Regions from separate parts of the Ovis aries genome. Here region 1 is linked to region 2. A link is a contact called in public Hi-C data. All regions are on one chromosome and are shown on one strand. The core of a region is the stretch at or near the end of the contact, and the rest is flanking DNA. Distances in the headings are between cores, read along the strand shown. Region 1 has its middle 20 kb from the start of SLC25A4. Region 2 has its middle 27 kb from the start of HELT.

Region 1 (5,015 bases), core at 126-2,625, 65 kb before region 2:
ACTGCTGCGAGCTTAGAAAGTGGAAGACTGAGCACCTTCCACCCCGATCCCCAATCAGTTCCAGACGTAGCCATGACAGCAGATGCTAACTTCATGCCAAGAACAACTTGGAGTGCTTTACACTGAATCCTCCAGCGACCCTATGGTGACTGTATTATTCTTATTATTCTCAATTGACATATGAGGATATTGAGGCAATGAAACGTTAAGTAACTTACCCGGAGTTACCAGCTAGTAAGTGGTTGCCCTGATTAAGCCAGAAGAGAGGATGCCCAAGTTCATTGATGCTGCTGACCCTGCTACCCCTCCTCCACCCTAGCCTGTGAGGTTAGAGGTACCTACCCCCGCTGGTGACTGTCCAGCTTAGCTGGTGCATGGCCAACAGGAGTCCCTCCCTGTGCCCTGGAGACTCGATGAGGATTTATGGTGCCCTCCTTCACCTCTAGTTTACTTTTACCTGCTAGGTGTAATTTTCATGTTATATAATCTCTTGGCAGGTCCACTATGGCTTTTAAAAATATTTCTATGAGAAAGAATGATGCGTTATCTACTATCATTTACAGTTTTCGTGGCATTTACTTTTTTGGTGGGGGCCACACTACACAGCACGTGGGATCTTAGTTCCTCAATCAGGGATCAAACCCATGCCCCCTGCAATGGGAACATGGAGTCTTAAGCCCTGGACCACCAGGGAAGTCCCATACCATTTACTTTCACTGGTTTTTTTACTGAGGACTCTTTTATTTTTTAATTGAAAAAGTAATATAGGCACAGAAAGATATTCAGACTGCAAAAAGTATTCAGAGGAAAGTAAGCCTCCTCCTTTACACTCCCAGACTCCCAGCTCCTCTCCCCCAGGGCCACCCTTCTAGGTCTTTTAATGAAATACTGTACGAAGCAAGGTCATACATTTAGCTCACATTAATGACACGTACGCTTTTTGTTTTTGCCTGTAATGAATCATGCCTTCCTCTGTACCCGCCCTGGCCCCACCTTTCCATCACCCCTACCCATGGGATAACGGCAAAAAAAAAAAAAAAAAATCCAAGATCCAATTTCATTTAAGCCCTAGTCTATGACTGAAGTGACTTAGCAGCAGCAGCAGCAGCAGCAGCAGCAGCAGCAGCAGCAGCAGCAGCTACCTGGTAATTTAAGCTGCTCGTTTAGAAGAGGTTTCAGGCTGACTTGGATGAGAAGGATCAGTCTCCCTAGAGCCTGTCCTTTGTCCTGCTCCTTTCAGGATGAGGGTCAAGCGGCTTATGCGACCTTCAGCCGATATGCTCGGGTCCACTTTGTGCACGCCTACTGGCCTCTGGGTCCCTGCCTCTGGGCCGCGCGCTTCACTTCTCCAGTCAGGGCTAACCTTCAGACCTCAGTAGAGGGTCAGGGGTCTGCCGTTGGGGCACAGCTCCTGGTGGCTCCCCTGGGCTGAGGTGAGCGCCGTCCAGCCTCTGATGGCCGTGTGGCCTCTCTGGGTTTGGCTGACAGGCCCGTGGACCCCGCTCAGCCTTCTTTCCGCAGCCTTCCCTGCAGCAGGCTGCCCTTGCCTGGCAGCTGCTTCAGCGTGGCTGGCCAGCCAGGTTACCTCTGCAGCCTGTCAGCACGTGAGACTCAAGGACAGGTTGGCACAGCTAAACCTGGCGTCAGACCTTCCACCTGACCACGAGCACAGTGACGTTTGTCCTGGTGTGGCTGTGCCAGGTTGGAATGGGGCACCCGGTGAGGTGGCACGTCCCAGGCAGAGAATTGCGAAAGGGGGCAGCTTCTCTTCCTCCCTCACTGTCCCTGAGCTTATCTAACCTCCTCCCCACCGCATAGAGGCCATTTATTAAAAGACAAACACATGGTCCGACTGCCCCTGACAGACATGCTAACTTCTTCACTGTGTGGGGACCCAATACACATGGCTCCTCTGGCCTTGGGTGCTGATATATTCGAGGAGCAGGTGAGGGAGTTTGAATCACCCTTTTCTCAACACAATTCTGTTTCTTATTACCAGTCATGGCACATTACCTCAGTCATTCTGTAGACATTCTCTTCCATAACGTAGACGTTAGAATGATTTTGGCCACAAGTGACAATATCCAACTAAATGCGGCTTAAACAATGAAGGCATTTAATAAACTTACAAGATAAAAACTTTGAGGGTTAAGGGGTATAGAGTTGGTTTGGCAAGTCTTTAATGTCATTCAGGGCCCAGACCTTGTGCTCTGCCATTCTCAGCATGCTGATGTCTCATCCTTAGGTTTCTTACCTCAAGGTCGCAGGGTAGCTGCAGCTGCTCTGGACATCACTTCAGATAGCCCTGTTGAAAGGCAAGAGAAGGGAGAGCTTGCACAGTGGAGAAACATCTCTCCATGTCTGTCTCCCTTTTGTCATGTAAAAAAAAAAAAAACCTTTCCAGAAGCAGTTTCAATAGATTTCTATGTATTTCATATTATCTATAACCATGTCACATGGATACCCACAACTGAAAAGAAGACTAGGAAAGAAAGTGTCAGACATTTCCACAGCAACTATATTGGGAATATCTACTCCTTTGGAAGAAGAGGAAGATAAAGTGTAATCAGTTAAATCACAAAAGCATCTACCCCTGAAAGGAGATCCTGGGCAAGTAGATACCTTAGGTGTCCCAGGCCTGTACTCAGAAGGACAAAAGAGAAGAATCTACTAAAATTTTAAAAATATCATTCCCTTTATATAGCAACACATACACAATGGCTATGTGCCAATATATTTTTTACGCTTTGCTTTTTTCACTCAACAATGCTAATGCTATCATGCACTAATTTCCACACGTACTGAACATGTACTCTGTTACTGCTGCTAAGGTGTCTAGTCGTGTATAGTGTGACTTTTGCTTATAGTACCCTTATATTTTAGTATCTGGTAGGACTGGTCATTACTCTTCCTCAGAATTTTCTCAGTTACTTTTGCAGGTGTATTTTTGTAATTTTAGCTCCATTTAGTGCTGAGCTATATCTTCAAAACTTGTTTACATTCACACACCCTATGTATCACTGTATATATACACATATATTAAGATACCATTTTATTAACAAAATATATCTAAACAAATTGGGCGTTTTCTTTTAAGAAGCGTCTATAATGCAAGCCCCAAACACAAAGCAAATAAACCAAAACACTACCACCAACTTCTAGAAGAGAGTTCTTGTTTTCATTAAGAAATCCACAACAATGGAAAAATTAACCAAGGTACAGTAAGGAACCGAAAGAAAAAACAAATCATTTAAAATTAATGAAACAGGGAAAAAAGCTTATGCTGGATTCCTGACTTTCTGATTTCATATCCTCCTTTCATCCTGAGACATGAAGTGATCATTTTAGATTTGTAACAAGAGATCAGCCCCACTTCCACTTTAACTGGAATAGAAGTCGGGTGGCAAATGTGTTTCAATCTGATGTTCTCTCACTCTTGACCACTTTCAAGTATTTAATGAAGGTGGATATCCTACTTGTTTTTACAGTTCCTTTCTCCTCTAAGGGAATTACAAAAACCAGTCATTATTTACAGAATTAAAGTAGAAATATTTTTGGACAGAGACATCATAGAAATGCATGTCAACAGGCACTTCTGTTACTGTGATGGTGAGTTCCGAAGTCATCTGCAGTTCAGTCTGAATGTTGAAGATTGTAAAGCTACTTCTTAAAGACATACAATTTTCCTTCTGCTTATTCCAAGTTATCTAGAGACTATGGTAGGAGAAAACATATAAATTCAAATGACATATCCTATAAATTTAAAGCTCTATTATGTTATAATTTTGAGAATGATTTTCCAGAAGTAAGAAATATAGTTACTTGATTTACTGTGACAAAGTTCATATTTCTTTGTTTTCACTTATTTTTTACAGAAATATTTATAAATTAAAACAGCATTAGCCAACAGGCATTGAAAGTAAGTGATAAGAATTACATATATACTTTTTCAATAAAGTAGGGAATCTTTGGTAATTTTAATTTTCCACAGTGCACAGAAATGGACCAAGTGTTTTTCTGTTTCTCCACAATAAAACAACAGAGAAAAGTTGCTTTAATCAAGTTCACAAAAGAAAACTATACGAACTATCATTTTAAGTATTTCTGATATCAGTTGATCTTAGATGAGAGATTTTACAAATTGTCCTACCTCATAAAAAACTACCAAAGATAATTTTCTGGCTTTCTTCTCTGTATCATATTTTGCCATCAAGTAATTCATCTCCCTGATTCTGTGTATTATGAATCAGTTCTTCGTCTTGCCTGACCTGAGGAGAGGTTTTTATTCCTGTCTAGTAAAATTTCAAAGCCCAGGGGGCTCAGCGAGTAAAGAATCTGCCTGCGATGCAGGAGATGCAGGAGACTCGGGGGAGACTCGGGTTTGATCCCTGGGTCTGGAAGATTCCCTGGAGGAGGACATGGAAGACTACTCCAATATTCTTGCCTGGAGAATCCCATGGACCTAAGAGCCTGAGCTGGCTACAGTCCATGGAGTGGCAAAGAACAGGACTCAACTGAGCATAAAATTTCTAAGCCACTAGGTGGCAGAGTATCCTTGGCTTAGATTAAATAGTACTGCATTTTCCCACTGATCCCCGAATCTGAATAGCCTTCAAACCTTTCACTCGTGTACGCCTAAAATATTTTTTAAATCATATACACCCTCCACAAACTTTTAAGTTTATGTATAAAGTTATTCAACAAAGGTTTAAATAACTAAAGAGATGTACTTCTGCCATACTGTAAATACTGAAATTTTTAAATAAAATTTATATCATTCTTTTAAATAAATATAATTGAATACAAAGTATCATAGGGGTTTGGTAGCCATCATCATTTAAAAATTCCTAAATGAGCTTGTCTTTTTACAGTGGAATACTAATATCACTCCTTTTCCTCCTTGGCATCTAATTTTTCATTATATTTCCTTCACAGAATTTTATACCCATAGAAAAGTTTTATGCTTAAAAGATTTAATCACTCTTTTTCTTCTCTGTAACAGACTATGTGTATAA
Region 2 (5,822 bases), core at 2,939-5,438:
GCCTTCTCCAATTGAAAAATGCACAGACTGTTAAAATTGGTTGTTCAATATCCTTCAAGAGTTCTGATAAAGTTTTCCATGATTTTTGACAAGTCGTATGGATTTTCAAAAATATATCTTTGTAATTTTTTTCTCCTTCTTCTGAACCATGGAATAAAAACTTGCTATATTTTATGGAGTCTTACACTTTGTACTGTTTAGTAAAGGTGAGTCTCTGGAGTATTTAAAGAAGATGCTAATGAAAATTGTAGTACCATGTGAAAGTTTAAAAAAGTAGGCTCCAATACAACATGGAAATCTATTGGACAATTAAGTTTTATCATCTGCGTATGATAAAATTTGGGGCATGGATTTTCGTATATTTTAGTGCATTTCGGCAATTTTCCAGAAGGACGATTTACCTAGGCTGAACTATCAAAGCCCTCCAAGAATTTGGTTCCACTGTCTGAATACTATTAATAAAAAGGTAGTCTTGGTCTGAGATGATGTCAGGATACCTTGTCAATGAAAAACCCCTTGGCTCAGGAATTTCTGGAAGGGGAACTTTCTGACCGGAGTCATACTTTCTCTGCTGATGGCCTTCCAGTTCAAACAAACCTTCAGGCAGCAGGAACCAAAAGTCATGAATTACATCAGTCTGTGTAGTTTCTGAGCCATTAAAAAAAAAAAAAAACAACCTTTCATCCCCTGAAAGATCGATCATTGAATGGTAATGACAAATAGGAAATATAACCTCAAATGCTTACATTACCAGTTTGTGTTCAGTGTGCATGTTTCTCCCACAATTATGCTGAACACTCTGAGACACTGGGGCCATGACAATTTCACATCACTAAAGAAAGAGACAGGGTTTTATGAAATGATTATACCTTTCTTTTAAGGGGAGAGTTACCCAGTCTTTTTGATGAAAAATCTCTGTTGGCTGTTTCTGAGCTTTGTGAAAAGCAATTTATGAAAAGTCAGATGAATCTACACTCCCAGAAAGAAGACTATAGCAGAGACCCCCAGAAATGGTAAAACTGCTACAAACACATCACATGTTAAGTCCTAATAGCACTTCTAGCTTTTCCTTATTTTGGAAGTTATAAAACATTTCTAATTTACAGAAAAATAGAATGATATAGCAAGCACTTATCTACCTACTACTCAGATTCAGCAGACGTTAAAATTTTGCCATATTTGCTTCATCTCTTCAAAAAAAATTTACAGATGCAACCAAAACTCTCTTGGTCTCCCTTCCTAGATCATATTCCCTTCTGAGCCTCCTCAAGATAATTCTAGTTTTTAAAGAAACCTCACTTCCATTCTCTTCTTTTTTTTATGAGAGTGTGCTTTTTTTGGCTGCACTGGATTTTCGTTGCTGAGTGCAAGCTTTCTCTAGCTGCAGCTAGTAGAGGCCACTCTTTGCCGTGTGCAGGCTTCTCCCTGCAGTGGTCCTCTCTTGTGGAGCGTGGGCTCTAGCCCTGCAGACTTCAGTAGCTGCAGCACACAGGCTCAGTAGTTGTGGCACGTGGGCCTAGTTGCTCTGCAGCACATGGGATCCTCCTGGACCAGGGATTGAACCTGTGTCCCCTGCATCCACTGAGGGAAGTCCCCATTCTCTTTATTTTCATAATTTACCCACTAGACTCAAAGTATAATTTCAGTTTTGTAAATATACTGTGTATACACATGTACACAGAGCAGAGAGTGAAGAATGTAAATGAAAAGGTCAATGGTTGATTTTTACCAAATGTGAGATTTTTCTTCCGTGTCCTGTTGACCTTAAACAAATGGACTTTCAGTTAGTTACTCTCCAGCAAAAATGACTTATTTGGGATCAATAAAAAACTGCATTTCTAGGTCTGTAACCGTGGTGAGCCAGGAGCAAGCACCTGCACAGCAAGGAGAGGAGAAGAGGAGAAAAGTAAGTTGGAGTGAGGAAGGAGACTATCACAAGCAGAGTCTATTGGAGAAATTGAGAGGTCCAAGTATAGTGGCTCTTCACTGGGTGAGTTGTGACAGTCTCCTATTGGCTAAGCTCTTGTCAGGCAAGAAATGGAGTCTTTTTCCTACTGGGCTCTGCTGACTTCCTAGGGCATGAGAGCTCCCACTTCTGGCCTCATGACTCTAATTGAGGTTTCTGTTTATTAATTTTTACAGTGCTAGGTGGCAGTAGTGGTAAAGAACCTGCCTGCCAATGCAGGATACCTAAGAGATGCGAATTCGATTCCTGGGTCGGGAAGATCTCCTGAAGGAGGGCATGACAGTCCACTCCAGTATTCTTCCCTGGAGAATCCCATGGATAAAGGACCTGGCAGGCTACAGTCCATAGCGTCTCAAAGAGTCAGGCACAACTGAAGCAACTTAGCACGCATAGTACTTTTATTTAATTTTTACATGTTATCATACGTCATATGTTTAAGTAATGACAAGTAATTATAGAGTAATAATTAGGTATCATCCCTATAGCTCAGACAGTAAAGAATCTGCCTGCAATGCAGGAGACCCAGGTTCGATCACTGGGTTGGGAAGATCCTCTGGAGAAGGGAATGGCAATCTACTCCAGTATTCTTGCCTGGAGAATCCCATGGACAGAGGACCTGGCAGGCCACAGTCCATGGGGTCACAAAGAGTTGGACACAACTGAGCGACTAACACTAATTAGGTAGTAATGTAAAATGTTATGAAATAATATCCTTTACTATTTCTAAAAATAAAAGTATTATATCATATGGAAAAGTATGTCAAGGCTCTTTCTAACTCCTAAGACTGTGATAAGCTTTCCTGTACCTACTCCTAACTTCTTGATTGCTTCCTCAGCCATAAATCAGTATCAAAATTATCAGGCACAGATTTAAACCAACAAATAGATATCAAACTTGTTTCTAGGAGATGATCATTATTAGCTTGAGATTCTATAAACCTCTTTTATCAACAAATATGATAAGCAGCTAAACCTGAGTCTGATGATAGAGGACAATAACCAGACATTTTTAAGAATGGGGCCAAGAGCAAATGGGAAGTTCTCAGAAAAATGTTACGAAACTAGAACTGGAAGATACTGAAAAGAAAAATGCCAAGATCTGTGTCTGCAAGGAAGGTTTATTAGTGAGGACTGTTACAAGTGCTCTGAGAAGTCAGTCTTTGATACATGTACTTGATAAAATAGATGGCTGTTTCACTGAAGCAGAGGAGGAAGCCTGTCATAAAGAGCTTCTAGCCTAATGTCACCTTTGTATGAAGTTAAGAAGGGTGTCTCCCACCTCCTAGGGGGACAGAGCTCCATGTTAGAATACAGCATTTAGACTGAAGGCTGGCTTTGAGCCCTCACAGATCACTGTTTTCTGGTGCCTTTGTGCAGTGCCAGTGTGTCCAGTCATATACAGCAATCCTGAGGTCTAGCATCTTTTAGGGTCCTTCTGTGTCATTTCCTCTTTTCTTTGGTTCTTTGGAAATGGCCCATATGGTGCTCTGGCTCCATACAGTGAAATGTAGATCTGAGACTTGGGTGTGTCCTCTGGGAAAAGCAGGTTGATCTGTTCTTACAACCTGCTTTGGTTCTGCTGTTTACACTGATCAGACTTGGTTAAAGGAAAATTTTCCAGTTCAGTCTAGCTCACTCAAGCTCTGCTTTAGCGGTTAGGGTAGAATCTTATGCAGTTTGGATGTGTTTATTTGCTCTGTTCCATCATTTTTGTTTACATCTTCCTCAGAATCCCTTGGAAACGAGTGTCTAAGGCAGGATTAGGGTTCTCTTATTTCTCATATCATATGTTAGTCACACCTCAGTATCTCAACATTTGTCACAGTCAGTGAAGACCTATTTAGACAAAACTTACATCAGGACCTTTTACTCAACAGAAGGAATATTTATCTCATTTACTCTTATAGTGAACAATAAAATGGCCTTGTGGGGCTGAGTAAGGCAATGTCCTGGCCCATCCCTATGTGGGAAGAAAGGAGGGCAAGTGAGGATAGACTCTGAGCTCCCTCTAGAAGCCAACACTTTCCTCTGAACTTCCAGGTCCTTTTCTGGATCTTATTTCCATAGTGATAGGAAGCAGTAAGCATGTCCGTGGACCAAAATCCTGCCTGACCAGTAGAGGATCACTCAGTATAGGCATCTTTCCTAGGTATAGGGTACTCAGCAGTGAGGGAATAAATGACTGGGATAACCACTGGGTGTAATATTTAACTGGTGGCTGGTATAGTCACTATTTTAGCGCATGAGAGGAGCCTGGAAGAGACATCTTTATCAGAGATTTTATCAGTTACTGAGCCTTGTATTAGGAGAGAGCTATTTACCTGGTAAGTGTGGGACTTATTAAACTTATAAGTTTAAGGGCTATTGTTTCTTCTTGTGAATTTATTACTTGTCTTTATATTAAGTCCTTATAGTATATATTGCTAAGTGAATTTCTGTCATCATGGGACTTTTTGTTTTGTTGTTCTGTGTTTCCTCAAGCTAACTATCATTGAAGGTTATGTTGATGGCTTGTTAATGCTGAACAATTAATGCTGCTAATCAAGTCCTATCTTCCAGGCTAAGGTTCAGAGAACAAAATGGAAAGTAGTACCAATGTCACTTGTGATTTCTCCCAAATAGGAAATACTCTTGTTTGTCACACCACTCCTGTCCTCATAGGGAGTGACTTCTTATTCCAACCCTAAAGCTCAGGATGGAACTCTTGGTTCCCCTTACTTTTCCCAATTAATAAGAGCTATATTTCATAGATTCTTTCACTATTCTGTGGTTTACAGCCCAGTGTTTTTTATATTCTTTAAAAAGTGAAGTCACTCAGTCATGTCTCACTCTTTTGCAACCCCATGAACTGTAGACCCCCAGGCTCCTCCATCCATAGGGTTTTCCAGGCAAGAATACTGGAGTGGGTTGCCATTTCCTTCTCCAGGGGATCTTTCTGACCCAGGGTCGAACTCGGGCCTCCTGCGTTGCAGGCAGGTGCTTTACTGTCTGAGCCACCAGGGGATTCTTAAATTAGTACTCTTTAAGCTGTTCCTCAAAGAGAAGTTTTTCACTGATTGTTAAAATTTATATACATTTAAAAATTTAAGCACAGTAGTTTTAAAGCCAACTGTCTAAAACTTTGTTCTGACATATGAAAAAGTTGGTAAAGGGCCCAGAGCAGTTTGGGGTCTTGGGGACCCAGGGGTACATTGGGTTGTTAGGGAAAGTAAGGAGACCCTGAGAGTTGGGCTTGTAGAGCTGGATTTGGATTAAGTGTTAGTTTGTATCGGTACTTTATTATACAGCTGACTTTGGCTGTTTCCACCTCTCGTTAAAAGAATTTTATTATTATTTTTTGCTTCCTTTTCTCTTTGTTTGGGTTTCCCCTTGGTATTGTTCAGTTTATGCTTAAAGTAGTGTTTTTTGGAGGGGGAGGGTAGCTGGTAATAGCGGCCTTAGAAATCTCATGAGCTCCCCCTGCTGTTTTGCAACTGACAATACAAGCCCTTTTTAGCTTGAATTCTGAGAAACAAGCAAGTAAAACCCTGTGGGTTTGCTTGATCTAAAAGGCAGGCTTCTGCTGCTGCTGCTGCTGCTGCTGCTGCTGCTGCTGCTGCTGCTGCTGCTGCTGCTGCTGCTGCTGCTAAGTCACTTCAGTCTGTCCAACTCTGTGCGACCCCATAGATGGCAGCCCACTAGGCTCCCGCATCCTTGGGATTCTCTAGGCAAGAATACTGGAGCGGGTTGCCATTTCCTTCTCCAATGCATGAAAGTGAAAAGTGAACGTGAAGTCTCTCAGTCATGTCCGACTCTTAGCGACCCCATGGACTGCAGCCTACCAGGTTCCTCCCTCCATGGGATTTTCCAGGCAAGA

Evidence for each region. Hi-C and Micro-C count contacts between places; a contact is called where the count stands out from the background.
Region 1: a contact with region 2 is called in a Hi-C map of liver, with 5 times the contacts expected there. The contact joins two enhancer-like sites. A contact is called at or near these places in 11 of 16 Hi-C or Micro-C datasets (blood, hypothalamus, liver and 7 more).

What each region holds. Positions count from the first base shown.
Region 1 is chr26:14,654,406-14,659,420 of ARS-UI_Ramb_v3.0, reverse strand. No RefSeq gene overlaps it. Among named protein-coding and RNA genes, the nearest start is that of SLC25A4, 20 kb to the left of the region's middle. Within about 2 kb of position 1,375, at least 3 of the 54 cell types and tissues checked have an H3K27ac peak or open chromatin away from gene starts, as enhancers often do. A contact at or near this core is called in liver, where this site is marked.
Region 2 is chr26:14,591,602-14,597,423 of ARS-UI_Ramb_v3.0, reverse strand. No RefSeq gene overlaps it. Among named protein-coding and RNA genes, the nearest start is that of HELT, 27 kb to the right of the region's middle. Within about 2 kb of position 4,188, at least 4 of the 54 cell types and tissues checked have an H3K27ac peak or open chromatin away from gene starts, as enhancers often do. A contact at or near this core is called in liver, where this site is marked.